Regions from separate parts of the Sus scrofa genome. Here region 1 is linked to region 2. A link is a contact called in public HiChIP or PLAC-seq data. All regions are on one chromosome and are shown on one strand. Each heading gives the region's core, a stretch centred on a gene start, on an enhancer-like site or on the middle of the called end of the contact. The rest is flanking DNA. Distances are from core to core; before and after follow the strand shown. Region 1 holds the start of CCDC86 (coiled-coil domain-containing protein 86). Region 2 holds the start of VPS37C (vacuolar protein sorting-associated protein 37C).

What was found. HiChIP or PLAC-seq counts read pairs in DNA pulled down with a chosen protein or histone mark.
Region 1: a contact with region 2 is called in an H3K27ac HiChIP or PLAC-seq map of alveolar macrophages. The contact joins the promoter of CCDC86 here to the promoter of VPS37C in region 2. A contact is called at or near these places in 3 of 47 Hi-C or Micro-C datasets (heart right ventricle and liver) and 1 of 2 datasets of contacts at active chromatin or transcription factors (alveolar macrophages).

The regions. Positions count from the first base shown.
Region 1 is chr2:10,902,491-10,909,167 of Sscrofa11.1, forward strand. CCDC86 (coiled-coil domain-containing protein 86) reads right to left here and starts at 3,706. Exons shown (of 4, transcript XM_003122668.4): 1 at 2,795-3,706. The coding sequence starts at 3,564.
Region 2 is chr2:10,612,194-10,618,732 of Sscrofa11.1, forward strand. VPS37C (vacuolar protein sorting-associated protein 37C) reads left to right here and starts at 2,005. Exons shown (of 6, transcript XM_021082961.1): 1 at 2,005-2,299.

The sequences.
Region 1 (6,677 bases), core at 2,456-4,955, 290 kb after region 2:
ACTGCAGCAGCTTCCTTACTGGTCTCCCTGCTCTCCCCTCAGCCCTCCTATGGTCTGTTCTCAACGGGCCAGGCCAGTCCTTTCGATGTAAGATCATGATTCTGCGGTTCAACACCTCCCGCAGCTTCGCTGCGCATGCAGGTCCCTGCAAGGGCCCACGGGACCTGGCGCCGAGACCCCGCTGACCTCCTGCACCTCCCACTGCTCTCCCCGTGCCCAGTGACAAGGCCTCCGGACCTTCTGTCCCTCTGCCTGGATGCTGTCTCCCAAGGTCTTCACCCAGGCCTTTACGCATGTCCCTGTGGCTGCGAGGCCATCTCTGGTCACTGTGACAACGCCCTGCACCCCCTGCTCTTGTCCAGTCCCCACCGTGGTTCATTTTCTTGTACGGTCCTTACGATGGACATTCTTATGACATGTTGGTTACCTGTTTCTCACAACTGGAGTGTTTTGTTTACAGCCATGTTGACCCCCAGATCCTTGCTCAAAGGCCATATAAGTTGGTTGAATGAATAAACTACTTTCTTTCTTTCTTTTTTTGGTCTTTTTTTGTCTTTTGGGGCTGTGCTGGTGGCACATGGAGGTTCCCAGGCTAGGGGTGGAATCAGAGGTGTAGCCGCCGGCCTATGCCACAGCCACAGCAACGCGGGGTCTGACCTGCATCTGCAACCTACACCACAGCTCAGGGCAACGCCAGATCCTTAACCCAATGAGTGAGGCCAGGGATCCAACCCACGCCTTCATGGATGCTAGTCGGATTCGTCAACCACTGAGCCACAATAGGAACTCCAAGAACGAACTACTTTCTGTTCTTACTTATCAACTTGTTCAGCTCAGTGCCTGCTGTGTGCTGGGCCAGGGAAATCTCACCATAGCAGAGAAACCCCACTCTCTGGTCTACAGGGAAGCTGGCAGCCAATAAGAACCACACACGTAAACAGGCATTTCTGCAAATGGGGGGGTGTCACAAAAGAGAAGTTCCACCCCATGATAACACAGCTTGAGGACTGAACCCTGCTTGGGCTGGACGAAGAGGGCTTTTCCCAGGGTAAGAGGGCTTTTCCCAGGGGGATATTTAATATTTAAATTTGCTATTTAAGCTGATCCCTGAAAGATGGGCAGGGACTAGTCAGGGGAAAAGCCTTGCAACAGAAGGAACAGCATGTGCAAAGGCCCTGAGCTGGGAGGGAGCATCACCTACAGCGGGGGACATGGCGGGAAGGGCGGTGGGGGAGGTTCTCAGTGATGGCAGAGGATGGCAGCGCAATTCCAAGGGAAGAAGGAAGTCGGGAAGGGTTTCAGCTCACGGTGGGATCTGGGACAAAATAGCCTCTTTCTCTCGCTGCTTGGGGTCTTCTGCCGACCCTCTCTTCTGGCCTGTGCATGGGTGCAGCCCCCTTTTGCTCAGAGAGCTCAACTTCCCCGCCCCCTCCGAGTACCAAGGCCCAGGGTCCCACACTCAACTTGCTCATCACCCTCTTTCCACTGAGCCAACCCCTTCATCTGGATCTGCATGGCCATCAGTGGCCTCACTGTTCTCTGGGACCTGCTGGGACCAAGGCGGAGGGGCCATGCCACCATCCACGTTTCTAAGTCCAACAGTCTAGAGTCTAGCTTCGAAGTCTCTGATTGGGGTCTTGTAGCAAATTATTCCCTCAATTTCAGTTTCTTCTCCGTTTAATGGGGGAGGAGGTGGGGGAGGGATTATACCTGCCTTGGGTTTCAGGGGTTCAACAACATAGCATCTGCAAAAGGCCTAGCCCAAAGCTTGACACACAGTCAACTCTTGGGAAATGTCTGCTTCTTCCTTAAAATCACTGCCTTCCCTGATGGTCCCTTCTGGCCATGAATTCCTGACTGCCCAGTGGTTCCCACTACCTAAAAATGTGAACTGGATCCCACCTCTCCTCTCCTCACTTCCCTCTTCAGCTGAGCCTCTTCATTCCTTCACTCAACAAGCATTTAATCAGGCACCTGCTGTCTGCCACAGAGAAAGACAAGCAAGACAAGACAAAATGTCATGCCTACCCTTTAGAAGGTTGTAATCCAATGCACAGCAGATCTACAGAGCACAGGTAAAGGGCTTCCATGCACGGACTCTGGAATCCAATCTGTGCTCGGCTTCTGCCTCTACCACTCATGCAGCCTCCTTGAGCCTTGGTGCCCTCGTATGTACAACGAGGATAATCCTAACAGCTTCATGGGGCTGATGTGCAGATTAAATGTCAAGATGCAGGAGTTTTCCTTGTGGGGCAGTGGGTTAGGGATTTGGCATTGTCACCACAGCGGCTTAAGTTGCTGCTGTGGCCCGGGTTTGATCCCTGGCCTGGGAGCTGCCGAAAGCTGCAGGCAAGTGAAGCCAAAAAAAAAGAAAAAAGAAAAAAAAGCCAAGATGCATGCTTCTACCATTTGAAAGGCCCTTCCCCTAACCAATCCTTACTAGAGGGCTTAGCAGCTTTCTATATTGTCAGTACTTGGTAATGCCTTTTATTAAAAAGGCAAAAAAATGTAACATAATGGTAAATACTGTTTTACTTGCTTCTGCCTCCTTATTAGAGAGGGCAGAGTCGAGGGTAAATGTGTGTTGAATGAACACACAGATGAGAAGAGGTCCACTGAGGGCATTCCTCCCCAACATCCCGGTGCATCTTACCACATTCTGATTATAATTACCTGTTTGTGTGACACCCCCACTTTTGTGAGCGCTCTCCAACCCAGGGGGCTATCCCCAGGTTGTGCCCAGGCCCAAGCACCACACAGAACCCCATGCCCGCCCAGGTGTCGCCTACTTCACCTCTTCTTTGAGCGGTCCTTCCACACTCGCCCAGACTTGGGCTTCCCCTTCGGGATAACAGGAACCTCCTCTTTCTTCTGCTTTTTGGACGCTGGGGCCTGGACTGAAGAACTTTCTCGCTTCTTTGGCCCGAGGACGTCTCTCCCCCTTTCCCTGGATGGAGCTGGCTTGCTTGGCTCGTTCTGATCCTGTGGGGAACCGGGTGACTGGAGTGGCAGCTCCTGCAGTGGCAGCTCCTGTAGTGGCTGCGAGGGCTCCAGATCCGGCGCTTGCTGACCGGGGTAAGGCTCTAGTGACCCTGGGCCCAACTGCAGCTGATGTTGGGGAGACTCCGGGGTCTGCTCCGCCTTACTCCCGGCCAACTCCGAATCCGCTTCTTGGTCCTGGGAGAACTTTGGTGACTCCCCATTTGGCTTTGACTGAAGTCCTGGGGTTTCAGGACTCGATTCCGGCTGCCTTTGGGAAGACTCCAGACCCGGATCTCGCTGACGCTGGGGGGACCCTGGGCCCGGCTCTGGCTGTCTCTGGGAGGACCCCAAGCCTGCCCCTTCCTGTAGACTGGGTGAAACTGGAGCTGTCTCTGACTGACGTCTGGGGGACCCCAAACCTGGTGGCTGCACATTCCGAGGAGACCCGGGCTCCCTCGCTTCTTCTGGGTGCGACTCGAGCTCCACAAGGGCCCGTCTCGCCTGCAAAACTGGGGTGGGGTTCTCGGGGGATTCAGGCTTTAGTCCTTCCAGCCGCCGACTGCGCCTGAGAGGTGTATCCATGGCACCGCCAGAGTTTCTAAATCCAAGCCCACGTGCAGCTTCTGGGACTCCCGGCGCCGTCCTATGACGTCAGGAGACGCCACGTCTGTGTAGGGCAGGAGGGGCTGTTGCTGCGGAGGCCATGTTGGTGATGGGCAGATAGGCGGGTACAGAGGAGTCCGGGGCGGGCGGGGCCTGGGTTTACTAGGCGCATGCGCAAAGCGTTTTGGCACGTTTACACGCGATTGATGAAGGAATGTCAGCTTCAGATCGGGGTTTGTCATTCCTGCGAACCCAGTCTCCGGGGAAAAAGAGTGTGCCGGTGGAGGAAGGAAAAGGGGTCCTGTTTTCGGGAGAGAAGAGGATTGGGAAAAGATCCAGGGAGCTCGTAGGCAAGGCTGGGTGAAAACTGCCAGTAACTCCTCTGCAGTTAGGGGTCCTACCCAGTTTGTGCCTCAGTTCTCTCATTTGTAACACGGGTGCTTTTACACTAGTTTAGTGTATATAAAATGATCCTGCCAAAGCATCCTGACTGCCAGGGTGAATGCTACTTGGCAGATCCTGAAGGTGGGAAATTTCTTAAGCCCAGTGTTAAAAGTAATCCTTGCTTTCTCTTCTCCCATCCTATGCCTAAATGTAAAATCGATGGCTCTCCTTTGCAACATTTTCAGCTTTCTGCATGAAGTTGGAGTATGGGTAAAATGCACCATCTGCGGCATGCCCAGGCCCTCAGCCCCTCTGCACACCTTTTCTGGTACCCCTTCTGCCCTAGTTCTAGAAACAGAGGTCGGATTGTCTCTGGGTTTTATTTCAGCCAAGACAGCGGTCCTTGCCCTAGTATGTGAACTTGTCTCCTCCCTCCTTTGCGTGACACCCAGTTGGGGGCTTTGAGTCACTCAGAGCAGACGCCTTTCTTAGGAAGAACATCTTGGCAGTTGCCCAAATGTACCCCAGCTCTTCCCTAGTGTATTTTTGGAACTTCCTGGGGATGGCGCTTAGGCATCCCAGGGTCCTGGTTCCGCTGTCCCAGCAGCTTCTTTTAGACACTATTGTTTCTTCAGCTGAGGGGTTATGCGTGGGCCTGGGAAGTTGTCCAGAGGTGCTCAGGGGGCAGAGGAGGAAGGCCAGGCAGACAGCCAGGGCCCTCAGCACTGAGCTCAGCTCCCACCTGCCGAGTCACTCTTCCAACTGTCAGATGGGGTGCAAGGTGACTTGACTGCTGATCAAGAGGAGATGAGGAGGAGGAAAACATAGGCAAGGTTCCTGGAGGATGGAAAAGTGGATTGAGGATCCTTTAAGACCTCTCACCCCTTGGCTGGTGCCACACGGCATCCACAACATATCTTGATGAATCTAGCGTTTTGAAATCCCAAGGGTACTTAAGGGTTAGGCGCTGGCTCTGCTACTCCACTACCCTTCCCTGTTGTCAGAAAGTTGCATCCCTGTGCTGTAATCCCGTGTCAGTCCCTCCCTTCCGGGCCACTTTCAGGGGCTCCACCCACAGGCTCAGTGCCCTCATGCCCCTTGCTCCTGGACCAAAGAAGCCTCTGCAAGGAGGCTATGTCTCGGTGCCCCAGCACAGCGGTGCAGGTCCCCACTGCAGAAGCAGCTCAAACGCTTCCTCACCCATGTCTTCCAACCCTCAATTCTCAGTTCCCTAATTCCCTGCCCCAGCCTGGAGGCTATGCCAAACCACACCGGGCAGGCGTTACCAGGGCTGTGGAGGAGATTACATGCCACTGCACTGCCCCACCCTGCCCCAGGTCCCCTCAGCTGTCCTCACTTCCTGAGCTCCCAGCCTCAGCTGGAGGGACCACTCTCAGATGCCAATTGGATTGTATCTTGGTTCTGCTTAAAATACTTCAAAGGGAGTTCCCATTGTGGTGTAGCAGAAATGAATCTGACTAGTATCCATGAGGATGCGGGTTTGACCCCTGGCCTCAGCTCAGTGGGTTAAGGATCTGCCAGTGCTGTGAGCTGTGGTGTAGGATGCAGATGAGGCTTGGATCTGGCATTGCTGTGGCTGTCGTATAGGCTTGGCAGCTGTAGCTCCAATTGGACCCCTAGCCTGGGAACTTCCATATGCCTCAGGTATGGCCCTGAAAAAGCAAAAAATAAAATGAAATAAAAATAAAATACTTCAGAGGGTGGAGTTCCTGTTGTGGCTCAGTGGGTTAAGGACCTAACATTGTCTTTGTGAGGACGTGGGTTCCATCCCTGGCCTCACTCAGTGCGTTAAGGATCCAGCAAGCTGTGGCACAGCTTACAGATGTAGCTCAGATCTGGTGTTGCCGTGGCTGTGGGGCAGGATGCAGCCATCGCTCGGTTTTGAACCTTGGCCCAGGAACTTCCATGTGCCAAGGTGCAGCCATGAAGGAAAAAAAAAAAAAAAAAAAACCAACCAAAAAACCTCCAGAGAGTGATCTCGGGTCCCTGCCACGTGGTGTGAGAGCAGGGGCTGCTCTACCAACATCCTCCAGATCAGGTGAGGAGAGCCCTAATCCATGGATGCCAGGAACTCTGGTCCAGAACCCTCACTTCCACCCAGGCTCAGTGTGTCATTGTCATTATTAATAGTGGGCAAGGGTTCAGGGGAGACTCCTGAATTTTTCAGAAAAGCTTGGCGCTGTTGGGACTTTGTTCCTTGTTGCCCCTTGGCTGTCTACTGCAAACATCCCAGCCTCCCGTGGGGGCGGGGGTGCTGCTGCTGGAGGCGGGGAGGGGGTGGGTGGTGGGCTTGTACAGTCTTCCCCCTCCCCCAGAGGCACCCCCAGCAGGATCGAGCCCCCTTTGTCTAGGAAGGCAACCTGGTCATTCATTCATTCTCTGTTGGCTTCTTCTCTGTCCTCCTCTCAGGTTCCCACTCCCTTGTAGGTGCTTGCTGGGGTCATTTTCTGAATAGACCATTGGCACTTCAATCCTTGTCTCAGAGTTGGCTGTGGAAGAACCCAGCCAAAAACACGGAGAGGAGCAGTAGCCAGGCGTTCTTTCAAGTGCTCTGTGTGTACAAACCCGTGTTATCCTCACAGCCATCCTGGAAGGCAGGTGCTGTCATTATTACTCCCATTTCCCCTGGTAAAGCGACTGAGACACTTGTAAAGGTCACACAGCAGATAAACAATGGCGGTGGGATC
Region 2 (6,539 bases), core at 755-3,254:
TTTCCCACCACTTTCTCCCCCTACCTCCTTTGCTCTAATTCTCTATCTTTAGTTATTCAGAAGGGCTAGCATCATCACCACACCCTCCCCGCCCCTGCCATAAGAAGACTTGGCAATGACCCAACTGTTTCAGAGAGTAGTTTGTCAACACCCTCTGTGTATGTCCCATTCACAAGTTATTATTGTTATTGTTTTAGAAGTTTCTAGCATCTGTGTCAAATGATGTATAAAACAGTCTCTGCCTGTCCTTATAGAAGTTGCTATGCAGGGAGAGTTACTGTTCCGTTACAGAAAAATGTAGTAAATTCTAAGAAAGGAAAAAAATATGGAGTGTTTGAAGAGCATAGAAGGGGGGCACTTACCCAGTCTTGGGGATATGAGAGGAGCTTTCCAGAAATGGAGTCTAAGACCCAAAGGATGTGAGTGATAGAAAACTCAAAACAACAGCAGCTTACAAAGGTGGATTATTTCCCTTTCCTATAAAAATCCTGAAGTGGGCATCCAACAGTGTCATTGGGCTCCATGGTGTTATACTCCTTCTATTTTATTACGTGGTCAGGTATGCCCTTAGTCTCATGGTTGCCTCATGGTTCAGGATGACTATTCTAGCTCCAGCCATCACACCCACGTTCCAAGTTCTGACACAGTACCAGTAAGTGGAAGTATAAGCTCAAGACAATCCATCTTTGTTTTCTAATGTTTTACCCCAAAAAGTCATAAAATACAGGATTAAAAAGTATATAGCACAAAAGGGCTTATAACTAAAGGTTAAAGTCATCTGCCCTGGCCCTCCGCACCCCTTGGAAAGAGTTTCAACCCAGCTTTCCAGAAGCTGTTGTCAATGGGAGCCACTCTGACATCATATTCAAAGTGAAATAAATGTTTGCAAAACCAGTCATGGCATCTCTCAAAAGCGGTACTGGTGTCTCAAGATGGGTCAAATAGCTGAGACTGCCTTCCTCACTGATCTCTCCTGTACTCTAAGAGGTGACCATTCATTGGAGAACAGTGATCACCTGACCCAATGGTCGTTAATTCATAGGCTGCCTGACAGCCTTTGAGGAGGCAAGAAAGTAAATTCTGCCCACTTGGAGCAATGGGGATTATCTTAGCCAATCAGATCCGTTCTCTCTAGCATTTGAAATAGAAAATTTGGGACTATCTGCGGAAAGGAAAAGAACAGAGTCAAATTAGGAGAATGAGGCCTTGAATATTGCTGTTCCTGGCACTACCATCACCCCTGGATTTTATTGTTAAGTGACACAATAATTTACACTTTGCAGAAGCTGCTTTGAATTGGATTTCTGTCACTAGCAACGATGGTCTTAATTCAACATCTAATAAGGTTTTGAATTGGGGTGGCCGGTTTCCTTGGTCTATGGCAGCTCTCCTCCTGAGGTCCTATTCTTACAAAGCTGCAATAACAGACGCTGTTGGGAGGCCAAACAGGTAATGGACTTCGCCTCCAGGCCTGGTTGTCTGTCCAGTACAAGCTGCCAAGGAAAGAGAGAGGTAGTAGTGTCAGGACCTTGCTTCACGAGACATCAGCCTTGTAATTCTGGGCAAGTGAGGATGTATAAGGCCGTCTGTTATTTTATTTTAGTCCACACAGAATGGACTAAATGTAACCTACGGCCCTGGGAAACAGGTTACTTTTGGAGAAACTACTCAGAGTTGTTTTCAGGACCCTGCCATATTGGCAGGAGACTGCTGTTTGCGAGGGGACACCTAGGGCTGTGATCCCTCTAGTCTGCGTTGGGGTTCCGCAGTCTGATCTCAGACATCTAAGGAGTCCCTTCGGTGCTGGGATTCCATTCTTTTCCTTTCGGGGCTCTTTTGATCCGCTTTAGCGGCTTTCCCAAGGCCGAGCTCGGTTAAATCTAGGGGAGCCTCTAGCGACTGCCAGCAAAGTCATTGGACTCCTGCGCAGGCGCACTCGCTCAGGGCCGTCTGGGTTCCGCCCAATGGGCGGCCCCTTCTGGGGGCGGGGCAATGGCCTGCGGGGGGCGGGGCCGGGCGTCCACTGCGCGCGGGTGTGGTCTCGTGGGCCCTGTCGTGGGTGTGGTCCCGGCTGGCAGCGAGTGTATATGTGTTGGGGGCGGGGGTGCGGTATCGTGGTGACTTTGAGGCCCGCAGCGCGCCCGACGTGTTGCCGGACGAGTGGCTTGGCCTCGCTCCCAGCGCCCGGACGTTGGAGGGGGGGTCACATCCGGCGGGGGGGCGGGCCTCCAGGACCCCGGAAGTGTGGACTCCGGCTGCGATTTAACCCGCGACGGCGGTGGCGGCGGCCGCGGTAGGGGTAGGTGAGCTGGGGCCCGGGGAGGGGCAAGGATGGGGATGGGGGCGGCGCTGGCAATCGCTCCCAGCTCACCCCCGCCTGCCCGCCTCACTCCGGCAGAAGCTGGTGATTGGGCGTAAGGGGCGCGTGACTCCCGCTGAGAGCTGGCGCCCCGGCCCCTCGCCGTGGGAGGGCGGGAGGGAGGGAAAGAGGCATTGCCCGAGCTCCCCGCGCAGGTTGCGCCTCCAGCCCCGCCCCCTTCCTCGTACTTGAGCGTCTTGCTGGTCACCAGTCTGGTGACGTTAGAACAGGTTTACCCGTTGTGCAGGTGGGGAAACAGGCCTAAGAGTGGGATCTGACTTGCCAGCAGGAGTGCCGCTTAGTGGGTTCTGAGGGGCGCTCAGGTCTTTAACTCCCTGGCCTATGTCATTTCTCAGGGCAGTGAGAATGTGGCTTTTCAGCCTTGGGGTCGTTCTTATCCTTTATTCTGGACCTGGACTTAGACTGCTCAGCATCACTGACCAGTGCATAGTCCTGCACCTGCTGGGTGCAAAGGGCATTGGTGTGTGTGTATCTCCAGTATGTACCTGGTTCTCCTGAGTTCAGAGAGCAGTGGTGTGTGTGTGTGTGTGTGTGTGTGTGTGTGTGTGTTTGTGTTTATTGGCAGAGTTGACTCTACACCTCAGGGTTTCAGCCCCTGAGACGAGTCAGTGCTTTCTCAGCTACCCACTGTCTAGGCTCACTCACCCTGGAATGTCCACCCTTAGCTCTGGAAACTTCACAGAAGCACTTCCTTTCACTTCAGTATCCCAGTAATACCATTGCTGATTCAGGCCTTTTCCACCGTCTTCATTGGCTCCTTGCCTCTTTTCCAGGAGTCCCATTTCCTACTGGTGCAGCCAGGATGCTGCCACCGGGCTCTCGGGTCTGTGATGGTCAGCCCTAGAGCTTGAGGTGGTGGTGACAAGGATTTGGGAAGGAAAGACTTTCTTTGGCTATTGTCCAAAGCCGAGACCCTGCACAGGCCTGAACTCTGATTCTGGATAGGACTGAAGACTTGGGATGAGACACTGCAACCCTAAAGTGAAGGTTCTTGGCAGTCATAGTGCCCAGAAAAGCTTTTATTCCTAGATTATCTTAGAAGTCTGGCTTGGTGCCTTTGTAATTTCCATTAGGTAGAAAAATTTCATTATAGACTTCATCTGGGCGGCTTTTGGTGGCTGTTTTTTGTTTTGTTTTGTTTTTTCCTAAGGTAGCAGTAGATCTGATTTCTTGTTTGGTTGCCATGTGCCAGGGGTTTTGTGAACATACTGGATTCTAGGAACACTTCAAGGTAGGTGGTGAGCCCATTCTGCAGGTGAAGTGAGTTGCAGAGATGTTAGGTAGGATCCCACCACCAATAAGTGGCCAAGTTGATTTTTAACCCATTTGTCTCATTTCAAAGCTTATTTGCTGGATGTTAAGAATCAACTGGGAGTTCCTTTTGTGGCTCAGTGGGTTAAGAACCTGACATAGTGCCCGTGAGGCCATGGGTTTAATCCCTGGCCTCATTACTGGGTTAAGGATCCGGCCTTTCAGAAAGGTGTGACATAGGTTGAAGATGTGGCTCAGATCCCATGTGGCTGTGGCATAGGCTGGCAGCTGCAGCTACGATTCAACACCTACCCTGGGAACTTCATATGCCACAACTGTGGCCCTAAAAAGAAAAAAAGAAAAAAAAATAAAGAATCATATGTGATCCTTGCTGAAAACACAGAGCCAGAGTTCCTGCTGTGATGTGACAGTTTAAGGATCCAGCATTGTCTCTGTAGTGGTGCAGGTTTGATCCCCGGCCCAGTGCAGTAGGTGTTGCTGCAGCTGTGGTGTAAATTGAAGCTGTGGCTCGGATTAGAAAAGAAAAAATACAGAAGAAAAAAAAAAAAAACCACTTCTGGAGATTCTTGCTTAGACTCTGGAGAGGGACCCAGGAATTTGTATTTTTAACACTTGCTTTGGGTGATTCTTATTGGGAAGCACTGCTTTAAGGAATCTAGATTTGCTGAGCTTGGAAGTAAAATTATTTCAAGGAATTCTTGTTATCTGTTTGCTTATTGCTGTGAAATTTGCTAATCCATAAATTTGCTGTTAAAAGGGTATTGGGGTAACTAGCTGGATGAATCATCTCTGGATACTGTTGGCCAGCCTAGTAGGGTTTTTCCAGACTGACCTAATCAGCTCAGAAAAGACCTTGTTTTAATCTGATTGGCTCTCTGTTCAGGAGTTGTTTCAGTTTCTCCCCTGGGTCTGGAGTTTTCAGAAGGTTTCAGTTTGTTCCCAAATAGATGCTCTCTAACAGAGAGATCTCTGTAAGGCAATAGTCTCTGAGGTTTTGGGAGCTTGAAGGGCATGTTTATTTAGCAGGTTTTTCTTCCACTGCATCTTTCTCCCGTTTCACTGATGTATGTGAAATATTTGAGCAAATACCAAACAGGTTTGTCATGATTTAGTTGGGGCTGACAAGTAGAGTCCCTGAGGCTTAGGATGGTCCAGAGAGGGGGAGGAGAGATTGAACCAGGAAGGTTAAACAGATAACCCAGGTTAGGTATACCTAGCATTGAGGACATGTAAGTATTTTTAATTATGCTGCTAATTTATCTGCTTCCTCCTGGGCAGAATTACAAGTAGTAAAAGAGGCAAAGTCAGCATTATAGTATTACTTTTTCATCTTCTGTCCAGTGAACATTGATTTCTAGTTTAATTTCTTTGTAAACAAAGGATGTGCTTTGCTTGATTTGAATTGTGCTAATTTACTGAGACTTGTTTTATGGCCCAGCATATGGTCTATCTTGGTAAGTGTTCTGTGAGCACTTGCGAAGACTATGTTTTCTGCTCCTGTTGAGTGAATTGATCTATAAATTTCAGTTAGGTCAAGTTGGGTAGCACTATTCAAGTCTTCTGTGTTCTTACTACTTTTCTATCTTCTTGTCTTATCAGTTATTGAAAAAGGGGCCTTGAAACTTCTGGCTATGATTGTGGATTTGTCAGTTTCTCATTATAGTTTTATCAGTTTTTGCTTCATGTGTTTTTTAAGTTCTGTTCCATACATAAACATTTTAGGGTGTTATGTTCTTTAAGTGAATTGACCTCCTTTATCATAAAATGACCCTTTTAATCCCTGGTAATATTTTTTTGCTCCAAAATCTGCTTTGTCCCCTTGGTCTTAATACAGCCAATCCAATTTACAAAAAAATTAGTGCTAGAGGATTGATATCCAGAATATTTAAAGAACTGCAACTCAACAATGAAAAAACAAACAACCTGATTAAAACGGGCAAAGGACATAATAGACATTTCTTCAAAGGAGATGTACAAATGACAAGTAGGCACATGAAGACTCTCAACATCATTAGTCATTAGGAAAATGTGAATCAAAATGACAACGAGATGCCACTTCACACTCATTAGAATAACTGTTATCCAAGGAGTTCCCATTGGTGATAGTAATGAACCCAACTGGTATCCATGAGGACATGGGTTTGATCCCTGGCCTTGCTCAGTGGGTTAAAGATCTGATGTCGCCATGAGCTGTGGTGTAGGTCGCAGATGTGGCTTGGATCCCACGTTGCTGTGGCTGTGGCCTAGGCCAGCAGCTATAGCTCCAGTTTGACCCCTAGCCTTCCACCTCCTGCATGCAGCCCTAAAAAGCAAACAAACAAACAAACAGCAACAACAACAAAACCCAGAAGTTTTGGCAAAGATGTGGAGCAATTGGAATCTTTATTTGTGTTGCTGGAGGGAATGGAAAATGTGCAGCTGCTCTGGAAAACAGTATGGCAGTTCCTCAAAAAATTAAAGAGAATTACCATGTGATGTAGCAATTCCAATTCTGGAGATATACCCTAAAGAAGTATAAGTAGAGACTCCAAACGGTTATTTGTACACCAGTGTTTCTGGCAGCTTTATTCACAATAATCAGAAGGTAGAAGCAACCCAAGTGTTTCCACTGATGGATGAATGGATAAACAAAATGTGGTACATGCATGCAATAGAATATTATTCAGCTTTAAAAAGGAAGGGAAATTGGACACATGTTACAACATGAATGAAACTTGAAGAAATAACGCTAAATGACACAAGTCAATCACAAAAGGACAAATGTTGCATGACTCCTCTTTTGTAAGCTTTCTGGAGTAGTTAAATTCATAGAGGCTGAAAGAAGAATGGTGGTTGCCAAGGGCTGGTGGATGGAAGGAGTGAGAGTGAATGTTTAGTGGGTGCAGAA